Linked DNA regions of Mus musculus: all the other regions are linked to region 2. Evidence: chromatin contacts called from public Hi-C and HiChIP or PLAC-seq data. All regions are on one chromosome and are shown on one strand. The core of a region is the stretch at or near the end of the contact, and the rest is flanking DNA. Distances in the headings are between cores, read along the strand shown. Region 1 overlaps Ccnd2 (cyclin D2). Region 2 has its middle 61 kb from the start of Gm38404. Region 3 has its middle 38 kb from the start of Gm52919.

What was found. HiChIP or PLAC-seq counts read pairs in DNA pulled down with a chosen protein or histone mark. Hi-C and Micro-C count contacts between places; a contact is called where the count stands out from the background.
Region 1: a contact with region 2 is called in a Hi-C map of regulatory T cells, with 2.8 times the contacts expected there. The contact joins two enhancer-like sites. A contact is called at or near these places in 12 of 39 promoter capture datasets (the C10 cell line, the HPC-7 cell line, cranial neural crest and 7 more), 3 of 15 datasets of contacts at CTCF or cohesin (CD8 T cells, large pre-B cells and pro-B cells), 36 of 484 Hi-C or Micro-C datasets (the 63-12 cell line, 8-cell embryo, B cells and 23 more), 21 of 115 datasets of contacts at active chromatin or transcription factors (CD8 T cells, DN3 thymocytes, the HPC-7 cell line and 15 more) and 4 of 9 other capture datasets (adipose tissue, embryonic tail, liver and 1 more).
Region 3: a CTCF HiChIP or PLAC-seq map of CD8 T cells shows a contact between it and region 2, with 7 read pairs. The contact joins two enhancer-like sites. A contact is called at or near these places in 3 of 15 datasets of contacts at CTCF or cohesin (CD8 T cells, large pre-B cells and pro-B cells), 7 of 484 Hi-C or Micro-C datasets (the 63-12 cell line, Th1 cells, bone marrow-derived dendritic cells and 4 more), 12 of 115 datasets of contacts at active chromatin or transcription factors (the 230-238 cell line, CD8 T cells, the HPC-7 cell line and 7 more) and 1 of 9 other capture datasets (embryonic trunk).

The regions. Positions count from the first base shown.
Region 1 is chr6:127,141,071-127,144,999 of GRCm38.p6, reverse strand. All of the region lies in intron 3 of Ccnd2 (cyclin D2), which reads left to right. Among named protein-coding and RNA genes, the nearest start is that of 9330179D12Rik, 6.4 kb to the left of the region's middle. Within about 2 kb of position 2,664, at least 74 of the 459 cell types and tissues checked have an H3K27ac peak or open chromatin away from gene starts, as enhancers often do. A contact at or near this core is called in B cells, CD8 T cells, the CH12 cell line and 8 more, where this site is marked.
Region 2 is chr6:127,244,729-127,249,154 of GRCm38.p6, reverse strand. No RefSeq gene overlaps it. Among named protein-coding and RNA genes, the nearest start is that of Gm38404, 61 kb to the left of the region's middle. Within about 2 kb of position 3,129, at least 150 of the 459 cell types and tissues checked have an H3K27ac peak or open chromatin away from gene starts, as enhancers often do. A contact at or near this core is called in B cells, CD8 T cells, the CH12 cell line and 10 more, where this site is marked.
Region 3 is chr6:127,357,001-127,360,993 of GRCm38.p6, reverse strand. No RefSeq gene overlaps it. Among named protein-coding and RNA genes, the nearest start is that of Gm52919, 38 kb to the right of the region's middle. Within about 2 kb of position 1,498, at least 72 of the 459 cell types and tissues checked have an H3K27ac peak or open chromatin away from gene starts, as enhancers often do. A contact at or near this core is called in CD8 T cells, the HPC-7 cell line, Th17 cells and 1 more, where this site is marked.

The DNA.
Region 1 (3,929 bases), core at 1,415-3,914, 100 kb after region 2:
AGACTTCGTTACTTAGCACTGAGTGACCTCGCTCAGGCTGTTTGACCTCTCTGAAGTTCATCTGGGATCTGCAAAACAGGCCTTTGGATGTATCCTTCCCTAGCCTTGGTGGAGTGGGCAGGGAAACTGACCCACAGAAAAGCAAGCCTGGAGCTTCCTGCGAAAGTTCACTGATGTTGAGAATGGCTCCAGTTAAGGTGGATGCGGAAATGGATACAGCCTCTCACTGGCGTGCCGGATTCCATCTCCCTGTTTTAGAGGGGTGTGTGTGTGTGTGTGTGTGTGTGTGTGTGTGTGTGTGTGTGTGTCACGCACACGCGAGTGCGTGCACGCACTCAGTTTGCGTTGGTCCAGCAGCCCTCGGGGCCCTGCATCAGGCCTTGTAGCACACTTGTGGTGTCCCAGCTCCTTCGTGGAGTCCCCTGCTGTTCCTACAGTCAGGGAAGAGGATGACAATAAGAAGCCCCAGCCTTTGCTACGCTTTGGACAGCACTTTCAGCTCCCTGCTCTTCTCTTGCTGACTGGCCTGGGCTCTAGAGGTCAGTCCCACACTGACCTGCAGTTTTGTTTCCTAGGAACTGTCTCTTTCCTCTTGCAGTGATTCAGGGTGGGGGAAGGGTCAGTCAGCCTTTTCTCTCTGGCCCTAGGACACCTAACCCCCCGGACTCATAAATTCCCACATCACCCAGCTGCCAGTGGCCAGAGTCCTGCTTTGACCTTATCTTTTGACCAACAGGTCTTGGGGGGTGGGGGGAGGCTTTCACTTCTTCCTCCCTGATCTTGCACTGGGGTGGGGGTAGGGCGATAGGTGGAATTACTCGGGCTTGGATGGATTCCTCCAATTCTGTATAGACCACAGGTCCGTTCTGTGTTCTTGGGGATCCCATCCCCCATTCTTGGCCATCTTGTCCAAATCCTTGGGGCAGCTGCCAACTTTGGGGCCCAAATATGGAGCCTGGGATTCAGTGACTAGGGGCAGAGGCCCAGTGGGAGGTAGGGGCAGTCAGAAAGATGGGCCTGTTGGGGGCCTTGACCTAGCTTTAGCCAAAGAGTGGGAAGGGGTCAGAACCATGTGCCAAGTACTGCTCCAGAGGCATGGACTGATGAGAAAGTGGCGGAGGTGCTCAGGCCTCCTGGGGCTGGAATGGGTGGGCCTGACCACAAAGCCCCCATGTCTCTTCTGGTCTGCATTTGGGGTCCTGCATGTGAATAAGCTTTGGAGCCCTGCCGGTATGTGGGTGTGGAAGGGTGGTGGAGGGGAGTGTTGGGGCCAGCAGACAGGCAGTAGGCTGGACAGCCTAAACCCAGAGGCCTGCTGCTCTTGAGGACGTTGAGCTTCTGGGGCCAAGATCTAGCGAACCCAAGTTCACTAGCACCCTTGAATAATAGTAGGCTCAGAGCAACTCAAGGACCAAAGATGGGAGGGTGCTCTTGTGTGCCCCATCACCTCACACCCTCAGTCTCTTAACTCCAGTCCTGAATATTCCACCCTGAACCTGAGGATGGCCCAGGGTTTTGAGGGTTCACAAAGGCGTGGGAAGGGGGCAGTCCCTGAAGAGGTGGTAGGTAGCCAGCCCTGGGGAGACGTTGCTAGTTTAAGGGAAAAGCCAATTGTGAAAGAGCTGGCAGTCCCTCCGAGGGGGCGTGCTGAGCGTATGTGTGTGTGAAAGGGGAAGAGAGCGTGGGCAGTCCGGGGGCCCAGGGAGGGAAGAGTGTGGCCGACCAGCAGTCTTCCTTTATGGGGTTCTGGGGTAAGGTTGGTGGCAGGGCAAAGAGGTGTGTCCTCCTTTCCGATCCAGCCTACAGTGGTTTCTGAGAGAGAGGTGGTCTGGGATTGCCTGGAGCTGCTCTCCCCGCTGGCCTTTGTGGTGGAGGAATTTTAGGTGGGGTGAGAGTGTAACTGCAGCTCCAGCCCAGAACGTGTGGCTCTGGAGAAGGCAGAAGTGGACTTCTCTCTCCTGGAGGGCTCCAGGTCAGCAAACAGGGCAAAAAGCACCCCCTCCCCCCTGGGGGTAACCAGGAGGCTACCATCAACCTTACCATACTGAGCACATGATTTCAGTGGTATTGAGTTTAAACTTGGTACAGATACCCCACACCTGCCTCTTTTTGCATTGGGAGTATTGCTGTGGCTGCTGGACCCAACTCCCTGTGTAACCCTAAGGTAGGGTAGGAATCCTAGGGTACAGCCAGTCTTCTCTTAAAGGTGTTCATTTGATTTCCAGACAGTGGTGGCCCTGAAAAGTCTGGGGACTTGACTCTTGTTCTAGAATGTAAGCCAAGCCTCTCTGGTGGCCAGGAAGGAAGAATGAGACCCACATTTCCACAGTGCCTCTGAGCTGCCCCTAGAGGGCAGTCATAGGGCTGGGCGGGGGGGGGGGGGGGGAAGAGTAGCTTGTCGAGCTGAAGTTCTGTAACTGATATCGCTATCTTGCGCCTCATCTGGCCCTGAGATGAATGAGAGCTTTTCTCCAGCCACAGCTCTCTTCTCTCCCTTCCACCAAGCTAAATCGCCATTAATAGTTATTGCCTTAAACCATAAAGGATAGGTTGTGCTGAACCCTTCTGGGGGGTGTCAGATGTATGGATGCTAAGTGACATCATGGGTGTCCTTTGCTGTCCAAAGAGCACCCCGGGTCTGTCTGGTTCTTGAAACCTGCACCTCACCACAGGTTGAAGGAGAGGAAGAAGCCGAGACATCAGACTTGTTGGTTGGGTTTCCTCCATCACAAACCGATCTCCCTCCCCCTAGTGGACAACAAGAGTAAAGCAGCCTCCGGGAGCCTTTTGTTAGCACTACTCCTGGCTCCTGCTTTTACTCCATATTAATAAGCTCATTGGGCAGGACCACAGCATCCCACTTTTAAATCCCATCAGTGTAGAACAGTTTGGCCAGTGAAATCTCATGGTTTTTTTTTTAAAGTGCAGATTCCAAGTTGGTGGTTATAGAGTGCTTCTCCTGATTCGGGAGCCACCCCAGACACCCAGCTGCTTCTGTGGAGTCCTGGATATTTGGTACCACGAGGAGGTGGCAGATGAATCTAGGGCCCATGTGGTTGGCTTCTGGGCAGGAGCCCTTTTATGTTTCCTTTCGTGGCATGTAGGAGAAAACGTTGAGGGTTACTCTAAGCACAGACTGGATTGGGGTCTCTTTAATCAGAGGTCCAGCACCCCTAGTGAGTGAGCAGTGGCACTGAGCAGTCGTCTGACACCCCAAGATTCCCATCCTCTGTACTGGGTCCTTTGCCTGCTCCCACCAGGAGGGAGAAGGTCAGGCCTGAGGCTCCTCATAGGAGCTTCCAGGCTCTGGGTGAACCACACCAGAGTCAATGTGGACTGGTGGCAAGCAGGGTGAGGGTTGGGAGCGTGGGTGACCGATGTCTGGCATCTAAGGTTTACCCTGAGCCAGGTTCTATGCGTGAGTTAATAGCATCGGCTCTTGTAACTAATCCTCAGGATAGCACGGTGGGAAAAAAAAAAGGTAAATTAGTACTTTTGATGTTGTTTTTCAAGATAGGGTTTCTCTGTATAGCCCTGGCTGTCCTGGAACTCACTCTGTAGACCAGGCTGGTCTTGAACTCTGAGATCTTCCTGCTTCTGCCCCCTGAGTGCCACTACCACCCAGCAAATTTGTAGGTCAGAAAAATTCCTTTCAAAGATACCCATAGAGTGTAAATGAAGCCAAGTATGACACACCAAACTGGGTTGTACTGCTGGGTAGTAAACTGGCTACCCAGCCATAAGAAACTGCTACTTCTTGGGAGCACCTGTTTTTCCACTGGGGAAGGAGTAGATGTGCGTACTGGAGCATGGAATAAAGAGCCAGTCAGACTCTGCCCAAGAAGGACTTCTTTCAGTACTTAATAAGGGAAGAGGTAAATACCCCCTCCCCGGCCTGACACCTGCACCCCAGGTCAAGCCGCACACCC
Region 2 (4,426 bases), core at 1,880-4,379:
GCAGGAAGCTCTTGTGTCCATCCCCAGAGCCACCAGAAGCTAACTAATTAATGTTAATAATAGGTGTATGGGGGACAAACAGCCTTGTGGGTTATTTCTTAAATCCATTTTTTCTGTATGGCCATGGTGTGTGTGTGTGTGTGTGTGTGTGTATGCGCACATGCGTGCTCCTGCACACTTGTGCATGCTCATGAGTGTGTGTGAATATCAGAAGACAATGTCAGCAGTCAGTCTTTGCCTTCCATGTTTGAGTCAGGCGTTCTTTGTCACTTGCTGCTGTGTACACAAGTCTAGCTACACCAAGAGTGTCTAGGACCTCCCCACCTCCACCTCATCTCCTGGCGAATGTACCAGAATTACAACTGTGCACTACTATGCCCAGCTTTACATGGGTTCTGGGGATTCAAACTCAGGTCTTTATACTTGCTTTTCCCACTGAGTCATTTCCCTGGCCTCTTGTGGGGTCTTTTAACAATCTTTTCTCTCTTTGTCTCACCGTACCATTTCTGGGGACTATGTCTGAACTCTCCTAACAAGCTAGGCTGTGGAGACGTTGAAGAACTATTCAAGACCCAAGAATGCCTGTCATTATCAAAGTTAGCAGGGCACATAGCACAGAGGCGGAGCCTGTGCTCACCGTGCAGGACACCCCGGTCCATATTCAGCACTTGAAAAACTGTCAAGCACAGTTTTGCATCTCCTTCCTCCCTGCCCTTCCTGGCCCCCACCCTTAGCCTCTTATGGGACCAACACAGAGCTTTTCCTAGAATATCTGCTCCCGGGTAGACCAGCCTGGCATCCACACACTACCGTCCCCTTTTCTCCCTCTTCCTCCTCTCTTTGGCACGCCTTTCCTTGTCCCTCACACTCCCCAATATCTCCCTTCACCCCCATCTTGCCTCTCCTTGCTAAAGCTGTCTTTCTACCAACTGGACAGTGGGGTTTGCCCCAGGAGGCTCTAGGAACCTCTGGTTGGCTGGGCCCTAGGCCAATCCCTGGCTCCCAGATGCCTCATTCTGACTACTCCACATAAGAAGTGTATGTGAAGGGTGACTATCTTCAGTGGACACCACTGTCCAGTTTTCTGCCATGGAGATCCATCTGCATGTGCCTGGTGGCAGAGCCTTTGGCCACATCCTCCACCCACAGGGTTCCCAGGAGGCACATATGCATGGGGTGGGTTTTACAAAGGGTCTGGGCACTAGTTTAGAAACAGAGTTCTCTCCTCCCTGTTCTGAAAAAGGCTCAGCAAACAATCCCAACTTGGCTCAGAACTTCTAGATTTATGTTGAAGATGCATAATATAGAGAAAGGAGCCTTATACTGTACCCACCCACAGCTGCTATACTGTTCCCACCCACAACCCCTATACTGCTCCCACCCACAGCCCCTATACTGCCTCACCCACAGCCCCTTCCTTTTAGTCCAGGAAAAAGAGAGGCTATACTGGTGGGTGGGAAGGATCGACTCCCAGGGAGAAGCCTAGGAGGCCCAGGAAAAGGTCATGACCTACTAAACACACGAGAGAAAGGCTCCCCCTAGATGAAAGAGAGGCAATGGGAATGTCTTCAGGTCTTAACATGTGGTTGCAGAGATCAGCTTCCTCAGGCTCCCAGGGACCCCCGAGGTTATCCCCTCCCACCCCCTGCTTCCGGGAGGGCTGTATCTAAATCAGTCAAGACATACAGGCCTTTCTGTTCCTATAGGTCCCTAGAGGAGGCAAGCATGCGCTTTTACACTGAAGATTAGGCTGGACATCCTGCCATTGGCTTTTCTAAGATCTTTCAGAAAGGTCTTGATTCCCAAAGGCTATGTTCATAATGCTTTGAGGCCAGACTAGGTTGGGTGGCTGGACTCCTGGGGCCCTCGTGTGTTGAGAGTCCTACCTATTCCACCTGATGCCTCTGGTGGCTGCCTTATGGTCGGGCTTATCTGAGTGGGCTGTGGAGAGTGCTTGTATACCTAGGGAAAGTTGTATCAAGCATTCAATCCTGCTGAAACTGATGCTTTGTGGATGGAAGTCAGCCATTACCGTTTTCTTCTTGAGCCTACCAATGGTCTACAGCATTGTCCTAAAGGCAGAGGGAGTCTTTCATAAAGATCCTATCTGGGCTGTCTCCTTTGACCCTCCCACTGTGGGCTCACCGTCCACATGTCTGTCCCCGTCAGCACCTCACTAACCTCTGTGAAGGGGTCAGATCTATGGCTAGGGACTCTGAATAGGGAGCCGTATAATTTATTATCCCATCCAAGATTCTCTAGAGTGAAAGGGTCAGCCATTAATTATGTAGACAGCAGGCATAAACCAGGACTTTTCCCAGGCAGAGGGACATGCTGACCACCCTGGCCCTGAGTTTGGAGTCAGACACGCTACCGTTGCGCAATGAGGTCACCTGGCCCTGAGTTTAGGTTTCTACAACTTAGTCCTTGGCCAGCCCAGAGCAAATTTAGCTCTTTGTTTTGAATTCAAATTTCTTTTTCTAAAAAAATAAAAATAAAACAAAAATAAAAAGCCTACCAAGACAAAATGCCCACCTGGAACATGGAGGGTATGAGAGGATCTAAGCCTTCTTAAAAAAACAAAAACAGAAACACAGGAGTTATTGAAGACGGGGGTTCAAAATAAGAGGACACCAAGCTCTGGAGACACTAGACCAGTGGATCAGAGTCACCCTGAGGATTCACAAGTGACCCATAGATATCCCAGCTGACAATCTTGCACTTGGGCCATGGTGAATCCCATGAGAATTATGGGGTAAAGTGCCAGGAACAGAGAATTCCTGCTCGCTCTCACATGGTGGTCTTTCCCTAACCTTCAAGACCAAGCTAACTCTCAGTCACCTCTAAAGACCCAGTATCAGCAGGTACACAGTGCAGTCAGCCAGTGTCTAAGACCCAGCTGGGGCTGTATAGATCCACTCAGACTGGCTTTCATAGCATAGGGGGTCTTGGAGAAGGGCCCAAGCTCACCCAGGTTTGGTGTCAATCCTTGGATTCACTGAGCCCATTCAGGCAGGTTCATCTGTTTACCTCCTGGAGGCCTGGGTGAGAAATCCTGTTAGGGACAGATCTGACTGTTGACTGGTTTCGTCTTGATGGAATGGAAACTGAAAGTGAAAGCCAGCCCACTTCTGCACCTTCTGCCCCAGTAAGCCTGGGGCGTGGCTGCTCCTTCAGAGCCTCACCCTTCCCAGCCCAACTCTGAACCCTTATAAAGCCTGGGTTGAGGGGGGCCCACTGTGCAGTGCCACAGACCTTTGCACGTTCCCTCCCCACACCCCATCCACCCTCCACTGCCTCATAGAAGCCACAGGCAGGAGTCCCTAGGCACTTCTGGAAGAGATGGCACTCCTATGACTAATCTACATTCATTCCTTTTTACAGGACTGACTCTACTAATTAGATAAGAAACAATTATTCTGTTTGGAGAATTGATCCAAGACATAAACAATAGCTAAATATCTGAGTGTGTATTATGTCAATTCTACAACGGCTTACTACCCTTCAAGTTAAAAACATGGAAATGCATTGGAAATGTAATTGAGGAAAATATGTAATAATAATAATAATAATAAAAACAAAACAAAAAACATGGAAATGGTCTGGAGCCCTGACTGCTCTCCTAGAGATCCTGAGTTCGATTCCCAGCAACCACATGGTGGCTCACAACCATCTGTAATGGGATCTGATGCCCTCTTCTGGTGTGTCTGCAGAGGATGACAGTGTATTCACATACATTAAACAAACAAACAGAACACACACACTCCCACAGCTGGGAGATGGCTCAGTGGAAGTAGGCTTGAGGCCCTATGTTCCATACCCAACATCACACATGAGAAACAAATGTCAACAAAAATACAGCTGTGGCCAGATATGGTGGCACAGGCCTCCCAGCAGTAGGGAGGCAGAGGCAGGTGTTGTGTATCTCTGTGAGTTTAAGGTGAGCCTGGTCTACACAGTGGGACTTTGTCTCAAAGAAGGAAGGGAGAGAGGGAGGGAGGGAGGGAGGGAGGGAGGGAGGGAGGGAGGGAGGGAGGGAGGGAGAGATTCCATTTTGTATGTATATTGATGTTTTGCCTACATGTATGTTTGTGCATAACATGCATGCAATGTTCAAAGGCCAGAAGAGTCATCAGGTGTCTTGGTACTATAGTTACAGGTGGTTGTGTGCCACAATGGGTGCTGGGAATCAAAGGATTCCACAGATTCAACACAATCCCCACCAAAATTCCAATGGCATTTTTTTTACAGGACTAGTCAAAACAACCCTAAAGTACACACAGAAACATAAAAGACTCCACATAACCAACAGAGTCTTCCACAGGAAGAACAACTCCTTTGTAACAAAGCAACATGTCTCTGGGATGGAAACAATCATGTAGCCCAGTAGAGGATTCAGAAATAAGCCAGCAGAACTGTGGACTCC
Region 3 (3,993 bases), core at 249-2,748, 110 kb before region 2:
CCTGCTGCTCCTGTTGCTCCTGCTGCTGCTGCTGCTGCTGCTGCTGCTGCTGCTGCTGCTGCTGCTGCTGCTGCTGTTGTTGTTGTTGTTGTTGTTGTTGGAGATGGAGACTCACATAACCCAGGCTGGCTTAGATCCACCCATGTGTCAGAGGATGACCTTAGACTGTTGATAACGCCTACCTCCCAGCCGCTGGATAATAAGCACAATGACCCACCTGTGACATGATTTGAAACAGTATAAATAGTGATGAAGGCTGGGAAGGAGGAGGGGGAGGAAGAAGAAGAAGAGGAAGAGGAGGAAGAGGAGGAAGAAGAAGGCAACAAAAATATTTAACTAATAGAAATAAACCTGGCCCATCCATAAGACACTAGTGAAGTAAACTGTGATGTCGTTACATCATGGAAATGAGTAGTTTTGAAGTGTATTGATGTGGGAAAGTTATCCTGCATGTATTTTCCTGGGGCAGGGGAGGTTTTAGAACAGAATACAGAGCATGCTTCCTTTTAGCCTAAAGGGGAAAAAATCAACACTGATGTACATTTGCATGTTCATGTTTGTAGAAATGCCGAGATAAAGAGCGGAAAGTTCTAACCATGATTGGCTCCTGCAGGGGAAAGAAGAGGCATAAGAAAGGCTGTAGATAATGCAACAAGATTGATGGACGTTTACTTGAAGCCATTTTATTGTTTTAGTTGTTGACCCGTGTGAATTGCGTTACCTAATCCAAAATCGTTGTTGGAGATGTGTACTTTGTCTAATTAGATTAAGGAATGGCAATAGATAGATAGATAGATAGATAGATAGATAGATAGATAGATAGATAGATAGATAGATAGATAGATGCCTCCAGTGTCAGAAGTTCTGGATAGATCCATGTACGTTTAGATGCCTAGAACAGCTCAAAGATAAACAAAGCCTGCAGAGAATGTTGGGGTAGGGGGTTGAAGGGAAGACCCCTGATCGTGTTCCCCAGAACCAGCAGCCAGGATGGACTCTTGGGCCAAGAGGTAGACAGCCTCCATAACTTAAGGATCGGTGGGAGCTGTCAGATGGGTTTCCCATCTGGAACTGGGCATCTCGCAATTCTGATTTGTGTGGTTGCAACCGAACTGGCGGATTCCGTGAAAAGCAGCCCAGCTCGTACTGAACAGAAAGGAGGGATCCTGTTTGCTATGTTCTGAGAGTCCTGAGTTACGGGCAGGCAGGAGAGTCTTAAGCTGCACTCTGCGAGTATGGGGCTATGACTCAGGCGTTAACACTGGCTAGGAGGAAGTCTGTGGCCCTCACTACTGAGACATGGAGCAGAAAGGCTTCCTTCAGTGGAGTATGTGTGGCTGGCTGCCCACTTCGCCTGCAGCCTGGGGAATGAGTGAGCACACGGCTCACCTGAAACCAAGGAGTGGCCCTTTATCATGAAGCTGTTCCAAAAGCTGTTTGCCTGAGTCTTCAAACCAGTTTCCAAGCAAAGGAAAACTCAGGGGCCAACATGGTGAGGACGCTGCTACCAGCAGAGGGCAGTGACGTCCTGTCATTTACTGTCCAATGGCCATAAATTAATCTTTGGGTTTTTTTAAAAAATCATATGCATACTTCCTTAGTTCATCTGTCTAAGCTACCTTTTTCCTGTAGTTCCCTTCAAGATAGAATGACCTATCTCTGGTCAGTTTCTACACTTCAGTGATGGACAGTTGAGGTCACAGTCCTTGGTCACAAAGTGCCCACCCCCCTCATTTGGCTAAACCCACTGTGTGCTGGAATGAACTTGAATTCTACATGGTAATTCCTTCTTAATAACTTTCAAAGACCATGGGATTGTTTCCTGGGAAAAGGAGAGCCGGGCGCCTTCCCTCTCCCCTCTCAGGGCCTATGACCTCTCTTTATCTCCCCAACAGAACCATATCTAATTGTGAGAAGAGGCCAGGCTCAGGAAACCTGGGCTCCTCTGGGCAGAGAGCAGGCGGGACACACACCGGCCTGAGAGACACTGCTCAGGGTTCAAAGGAGCGGCTGTCAATACCACCACAGTGAGGGTAACCCACTGACTGACTGAGAGTGAACCTGTGAGGGAAATCCATTGACTGACCAAGAGGGGGCCTGCATCCATTATTGTCATGGTCTGTGTTTTGGTTTTGTTTTGTTTTGTTTTGTTTTTCATCTCCCTGGAGCCCCTGATACCCCAGGGCCTGTATTCTGAGTCTTTTTTTAAAAGATTTATTTCTTTATTATATGTAAGTACACTGTAGCTATCTTCAGACGTTCCAGAAGAGGGCGTCAGATCTCATTACGGGTGGTTGTGAGCCACCATGTGGTTGCTGGGATTTGAACTCAGGACCTTTGGAAGAGCAGTCAGTGCTCTTACCTGCTGAGCCATCTCGCCAGCCCTGTATTCTGAGTCTTGATGGTTGAGTTTTCCTGTATTCCTCTCTTCAAAAATTCTAAGAGATAAAACTCTTTGCTCCCAGAATAATAGTTTCCTATCAACCTTGGGGAAGCCCTTTGTCTCTGAGGTTTTCTGACCCTCACACATTTTATCTGATAAGTAAGATTCACTGACTGGCCACTTTCAATGCTGATATGTCAAGCCCTTGGAATATAGAGGGGAATGCCTGCAGAGAAGGCTCACTAGTAGGCACAACAACAAATTGATGTGGCCTGGGGCACTAGCTGATCATAAGTGACTCTCCCTCAACCCCCAAGGCAACACACATTCCTGAAAGTCAGCGTTACTAAAGTCAGTTTGGGCCACCTGGGGCAGAGTATATCATGAAGTATCTTGCAGACATAAAGAGGGGTTAGAACAGAAAAAAATATATCAAAACACCCAAACAAGGGCCCATGCATGTCGCACACAGCAAGGACATGGAGTTCTTTGGAGAGTTTAAGATAGGCTTCCTGGTGGGAGGTCCCCCAAAGTGCTCACTACTTGTGCGCTTGGCTTGCTGCAGAGATGAAAGGGTAGACTTTGGAGAGGTGCAGGTTGGGGCTGTTTGGTGTTTGGAATTCATTTTCCTCAGTTATAGCAAATACCCACAGCCCTGTAGATACACCCTGAGCATAAAGAGACCACAAAGCAAGCATTGCTGCCCCACGATGACATCTCTCATCTTCCTGGTTCTAAGCTATGCTTTCCTGCATAATTACTGGGAATCCACATGCCTTTGAGGGCCTGGGGGTTATGAGTAGCCTGGAGAGGCTGAAAGGGCACGCAGCCCGCATGCTCATGCGTGTGGCTGATGCAAATCCCTGCCCCCAAAGACATTTTAGAAATCTTTTAAGGCCAACTTGATGGTGGAGCCACTCCTCCTAGGTAAGAGATGACTGAAAAGAATGGTGTCTGGTATCAGATGCTGTACATAAAGAATCAAACGCTGTACATAAAGATCGTCTAAGCCGTAGCATCATGGCAACCCAGGATACTTAGGAGGCAGGAATGATTTCTGTTCTTTTTCTAGTGTGAAACAAGATAGATAGAAATGTCACGGCCTTGAGCATGTCGATGCTAACTGATTAAGTCATGCAGGAGCTGTTGAATGTGTGTGTTGTACACAGCCGTGCTTGTTGCAGTAGTGTGTGGAAGGCACGTGTATTCTAGGTACATTTTTGACTTTCGGTGTAAATCAAAATATTAATGTTGGTCTGTCAGATTTGTGTGGACCAAAAGGTTGGAAACCTTTGATGATGATTTGGGCTTGTGAGAGATGAACCCCATATTAATGCCGGCTGTTAATAAGCTAGCAGATATAACCTGAGATACATTGGCTAAGCCAGATATCAGACTCTTCATGGAAACCCAGCAGCATCCAAACTGCATAAGTTCTATGAGCCATGTCACCTGCCCAGTTCTCTCTAAATTAAGAGCTCCGGTCATTCGAACTTTCTCCTGCAGTAAGCAGAAATTGCCCTGGGGTGTAGGGGGTTAATAAGGGATGGATGGCTGGCAAGGCACACATTTCTTCTGTGCTCTTCTCCGTGGAGGCTCCAGGAATGAGA